Linked DNA regions of Mus musculus: region 2 is linked to region 1. Evidence: chromatin contacts called from public promoter capture Hi-C data. All regions are on one chromosome and are shown on one strand. The core of a region is the stretch at or near the end of the contact, and the rest is flanking DNA. Distances in the headings are between cores, read along the strand shown. Region 1 holds the start of Cemip (cell migration inducing protein, hyaluronan binding). Region 2 overlaps 2610206C17Rik (RIKEN cDNA 2610206C17 gene).

What was found. Promoter capture Hi-C pulls out the DNA fragments that hold promoters and counts their contacts.
Region 2: a contact with region 1 is called in a promoter capture Hi-C map of trophoblast stem cells, with 5 times the contacts expected there. The contact joins the enhancer-like site here to the promoter of Cemip in region 1. A contact is called at or near these places in 6 of 39 promoter capture datasets (the 3T3-L1 cell line, embryonic stem cells, liver and 1 more).

What each region holds. Positions count from the first base shown.
Region 1 is chr7:84,085,018-84,087,893 of GRCm38.p6, forward strand. Cemip (cell migration inducing protein, hyaluronan binding) reads right to left here and starts at 1,488. Exons shown (of 29, transcript NM_030728.4): 1 at 1,241-1,488.
Region 2 is chr7:84,748,438-84,751,313 of GRCm38.p6, forward strand. All of the region lies in intron 2 of 2610206C17Rik (RIKEN cDNA 2610206C17 gene), which reads left to right. Among named protein-coding and RNA genes, the nearest start is that of Zfand6, 60 kb to the left of the region's middle. Within about 2 kb of position 1,529, at least 107 of the 459 cell types and tissues checked have an H3K27ac peak or open chromatin away from gene starts, as enhancers often do. A contact at or near this core is called in liver and trophoblast stem cells, where this site is marked.

The sequences.
Region 1 (2,876 bases), core at 238-2,737:
AGTGGTTAGTGCCTCCAGAAAAAAATGCCTAGGTCCCCAAGACTGTTAGTCCCTCTCTACCTTCCTAGTGTCTGAACACCTTAATCAGTGAGGGAGGTGCCTGAACACACCAGACTCAGGGCCACAGGCCCCGAGTGGCGGAAGTAGCTGGGAGCTGTCCATGGTGGCGCCGAGCCTGGGCACGCGGAGCAGCCTATTCCCCGCCCGCGGGCGCGCCTTAGGGTCCCTCTCCAGACCGCGGAGATGGAAATGACTCCCTGGCTCACGGTCTCCTGGACAGGCTTCAGCCAAGCCGTGGCTCTCACATCAAAAGCTTGGTTTTAAAGAGAAGGTCTTACCTGTGGGCAGAGTTGGCTGCTCGGAGCAGGACTGAGAACCTCAGACCTGGGGCGGGTAGAGTGTCCAGTCTTGGGGAACACCGGCACAACGCTCGGTCAAGAGCACAAGGATTCTCTGGGGTTCATTCCGAGATGTCACCGAACCAGAGCGGAGAGCTTGAGAACCGTGGACAACTCAGTCTTGTGCCTTATGGAGACCTTGGTTTTTCTGTCAATCTAGCGAGACCCTTCTTGCAGATGCTGTCTGTTGCCAGGGGCCACCAAATGTCCCTGCAGCGCTGCCAGGCTTAGTGTTTGTTTAAATAACAGCAGAGGCCACCGAGGTCGTCTAACATCAGATCATCTCCTCCAGCCCGGTGCCAGCGTATCACTGGGAGGGCAGAGGCAGGTTAGGGAACCCAGGAGACCTTGCCTACGTGGTAGCGACAAGGTACAGTCTTGCGAAGCTCACCATTAGCCACACGGTAAGCGCGTTCCCTGCACCGGGCTCCTTGCGAGACCTGCCTAGGGGCCATCTCTCTTCGATTAGACACTGTTGTTTGTGTGAACATCTGGTGCCATTCACAGGGGCACAAACTAAGCAAAACAGAAATCCACCTCCCGTCGAATACATTCCTGGACGATGGTGTCCCCAACACCTGACATTTGTAAAGATTTCAGAGACGAAGGACCGTGGCGGAGGCGTGTGCCCACCAATATATTCATGGATAGGCAGGCAGGCAGACAGACAGACAGACAGACAGACAGACAGTGGTAGACAGCATAGAATAATAGGCTGGACAATCAGACTGATGGAGGGCAACGTTCTACCTAACAGAGGGGAGAATGTGGGATCCGGTCTCTCCTCTCCTCCCCATAGCTTAACCCAAGCAGCCCTCGCGCCCTAGCTCCGGTCCTCTTACCTCAGGTTGATGACCGAGACCCTGCCACGCCTCGGGGATCTGGAGTGCAGCATCCCGTAGTCTAGTATCTGATCCCACGCGTTGAGCTCCTGAGCGTAAGCAAGTGGGACGGGAGCTGGCGGAAAGTGGGGTGCAGATTCCGACCTCACTCGGCACAGTGCTCCAGCAGCACCAGACCACTGCCACTCAGCGCAGAAGGCGCTCCTCGCTCGACTCCGCGCGCTCACTGGCTTAGTAGCTAGCTCGGAGCTGCCAGCCCGAGCCGACGCTTTTTATAGTCGCCTTCCGGGCCTGACTCCTCCCCACCAGAGCCCCCGGCGCCCGCACTCATCCCGTCCCCCCTGTCCCACCCCTGTCTCTGGGCAGCGTCCTCCCACTCACCGCGGTGGGCGGCCTGCGGGGCTGGACCCGGGCGGGCTCTGGCGGCCGCTCCGGGAGCCGCAGACCTGAGCCCGAGAGCCGCCGCCGGGACAAGCCGTGGCCACCAGGTGAGGGCGCTGGAGCCTAGGACGAAAGCTGCGGACCTCCGAGGGCTTAGTGATGGAAGCGCAGCTTGTATCCAGTGGCCTCCCCAAGGGACAGTCAGCCAGAAAAAAGAGATTTTGACAGAGTCGCCACCACTCTACGTTCAGGCTGTTAGATTTCAAACCCGTAACACTTTTTGTAAGCCAACATAGCAACAGAATCCAGGATCGCCTAGGTCTAGAGGTCTCTTAGAGAAGATCTTGTTTTGAAAGCTAGGGAGATGACCGCTAAGATGTTTACAGGTTTGAAAAAACAGAGTTCAGTTCCCAGAATCCTCATAAAAATGCCTTGGGTGGGCAATAGCCCTAATTTGTAATTCCAGAGCTGGGGAGGTGGAGACAGGTGGCTTGTTGGGGCTTGCTGGCCAGTCCGGGTAAAATAGAGATACCCGGTCTCAAAAACAAATAACACTCCAAGCAGCTTGACCTCTGTCTTAGGGGACACACACATACACACACACACACACACGGATAGTAGAGTTACTTCTTCACATGTGTCAGTTTTCTGCACATGCCAGTTACTTGACCATAAACAAGGGACTTCACCATTGGGCTCCCATGAGCCTGGAGAGAGGATTTCAGTGAGATTTTGTGGGTACTAAGTCATAGTAAGTGTTTGCTATCCTGCATGTAGTCTGTGCCTGGACAGGACAATGTTCTCAAGGATCAAAACAAGACAGTGCCACCAGTGAGTTATCCTCTGCCATAGGAATAAGTAAGCCCACCCAGAGCATCTAGCATCTCCTCAACACTGGGTGCCCTGAGCACCAGCTACCTATCCACTCTGACCCTGGCAAAAAGGGTGAAAGGTGCTGGGGATTTTTTTTTCCATTTCATTTTAATTCTAAGATGACAGCTTTGGTTGCAATTCTATATGCTGTCCCTCTTTGAGACTTATTGCTCAGCTCCCTCCTCTGGTTAATGAGAGTTCTCAAGTACACATTTCTTCCTGCCTGCCAATGTCCTATGCTCACTGCTGTGCGAGAGGGTCTTCATTCTAGGCAGTGCCCACCAGCTTTAGGAATCTCAGTGCAGGCTTTAGGGCCAGTCTATGGCAGAGACTTTGGAAGCCCCTGTCTAGGTCCTCTGGGCAGCAGCCTTTGGGCCATGTG
Region 2 (2,876 bases), core at 279-2,778, 660 kb after region 1:
AGCATATCTCTACTATAAAATGCATATTTATTGGAAATACATCTCTGAATGAGATAGGTGGAACAGTAAACATTATTAATATTTTATTTACTTATATGTCCATGGGTAAAGTTTTTAATTTTTTTGCTAGGGTTTAGCATAAATTCTCATTCTGTTTTTTATGATCAGCAGTGAGATTTTTTTAAAAAACTAAATAAGGAAACAAGAATGGAAGTTTTGTTATATTTAATTGATAATCTGTCAAAAACCAAAAACCCTGAAAACTTCCCATAATGACAAAATTGCTTTTGATGATTATCCACTTATTATTTGACTGGTTCCTAGTGTCATCCTGGTGTGTGCTCAAACAGGGAACTCTCTTTTGCTTTGGCATCCAGAAAGTTCCAGGCCTCTAAGGGAAGATATCAAGATGTTCAGATGTGGAGTAGAACACGGGAAAAGAAAACTACTATTCAGCTTTTTATACACTGGCTCATTCACAGGCATGACAAAACAAGTTGCGTGGGGACCCTCTAGGGTTTAGTGGAATGTCTTAGTACCCTTACAAGCTTGGGTTATATCTGCACCTGGCTTTTATAAGAAGTCCTTGGCACTTCTTCATGGTATTGCAGGGTCCACTGTTAGAAGCTTAAAGTCAAAATCTAGGATTTGGGTTAGGACTGTCCAATGCCCATCTACTTACTATCTTTTACCCCCACCCTTCAGGACTGAGTTCAACCTCTTCCAAGACTGCAGGGCCATAAAAAGATTCATGACTCCCTACCTCCAGCCCACACCTTGCCAATGTTCCGGCCCTACTGCCTTGGCTCCCTGGAAAGAATGCATCTCAAGCCGCAGGATCCTTGGCTATCTGGCATTTAACATGTCTCTCTAGTGTTTCTTACCAGAGCCATTGTGTCTCTCACCTACTTACTTCTGAGGTTCCCCATTCACGGACCACTGGTTACTGCGGGCAGACAGATTCTTTTCATGTTCATTTCCCATTCTCCCTCCCTCTCTCACTCTTCCCCACTCCCATCCTCTCTGTCTCCCATTCCCGTCTTTCCACTTTTTTTTTTCCCAGTAGGAAAAAGGATAGTTTATTAAGGAAACAGAAACAAATGAGCTTGGAAATATGCCAGAGGTGAGCTGAGCGAGTCCAGGCGGCTCTTTCTAAAGAATAGACTTGCCTTGCCTCAAGCCCCAGGGCTCACAGGCTGGGGTTTACTGAGCCTTTGAATGACCCTCAGTGACCTGTCCTGCCAGTCTTCCACCCGCTCCCTTTCTGCCTGCTTGTTGATTACATTCTACTCAATTTGAAACAGGGCGTTTTTTTTTCCCCCCAGATTCTGTTTGCTTTCCTCCCTCATCCGTATGCCTGGATCATTTATCCATGCCCGCTTCCAGCCTGGCAAACTCCTACACAAGCTGAAGCGTCAGCTCCCTGTAATCTCCTCCGAGAAGCTTTCCAACTCGCCCAAGGTGTTCCTGGCTATCAGCTAACTTGGCACACGCGGATAGGATTTTCAGGCATTTTCCTGTCTCCTTCACTAGAGGGAGTAATTCAAGGGCTGTACCGTCCCTCCCCAAATTCCAGTGAAAGAGCTCTTTGTGACGGAGGACGTTTGTTGCAGACACAGCCCTCACTGGCCTGCAGGTGTTTCCAGAGAAGAGTTGTCTTCTCTGGATTTTTGTTCCCGACCAAGCATTTGGTGTTGACCTGAAGCATTTCCCAGTCCGGCGTTCAGGAATTCTTACTGAAAAGGACCCTGATCTGAAAAGGTTGCGCTCTTCTAATGCACTTCCACTTGAGAACACGAGATGGCACCCGTGAAGAGGAAGAGCTGTTAGGCTGGCCCTGGACAGTTTCTTTCTTTCTTTCTTTCTTTCTTTCTTTCTTTCTTTCTTTCTTTCTTTCTTTCTTTCTTTCTTTCTTTCTTTCTTTCTTTCTTTCTTTCTTTCTTTCTTTCTTTCTTTCTTTCTTTCTTTCTTTCTTTCTTTCTTTCCTTCCTTCCTTCCTTCCTTCCTTCTTTCTTTCTTTCTTTCTTTCTTTCTTTCTTTCTTTCTTTCTCTCTCTCTTTCTCTCGTTCTCTCTCTCGTTCTTTCTGTCTTTCTTTTTCTTTCTTATCTCTTTCTTTCTCTCTTCCTTTCTCTTTCTTTCTTTCTTTCTCTCTCTTTCCCTTTCTTTCTTTCTTTCTCTCTCTCTTTCTCTCTCTCTCGTTCTTTCTTTCTGTCTTTCTTTTCTCTCTCTTTCTTTCTCCCTTCCTCCTTTCTTTCTCTTTCTTTCTTTCTTTCTCTCTTTCTCTCTCTCTCGTTCTTTCTTTCTGTCTTTCTTTTCTCTCTCTTTCTTTCTCCCTTCCTCCTTTCTTTCTTTCTTTCTTTCTTTCTTTCTTTCTTTCTTTCTTTCTTTCTTTCTTTCTTTTTTCCTTTTCTGGATTAGTCTATATGCAACTAATTTGAGATGATGAACCACAATTTATTCTGACACCTTCCCTTCTCTCTCCCTAAACTCACTTTCTATCCTCTTCCTGTACAAAAGAAAACCTGAGCTATCTAGCTCTAAAGAGTTATTTTTGCTTAAAAGCTAAAATTAAAACTCTGTGCTGTGAAACTTTGCTCTCTAAGCATGGTGTAGTGGCTATTCCTGGTTGTCAACTTGACAATATTTGGAATGAACTACAATCCGGAATTGGAAGGCTCACCAGTGACCCTTATCTGGAGGCTTGGAGATCCTTATCTGGATCTTGGTTTGAAGATCTTGAGCCATAGTGGCTATGGATTCCAGAAGATTGAATCTCCGAGTTTAAGGAACACACCCTTAATCTGGGCTACGCCTTTCATCTGGGATTAAAGGTGTGGTGGAACACACCTTTAATCTGGGCTCCACCTTCTGCTGG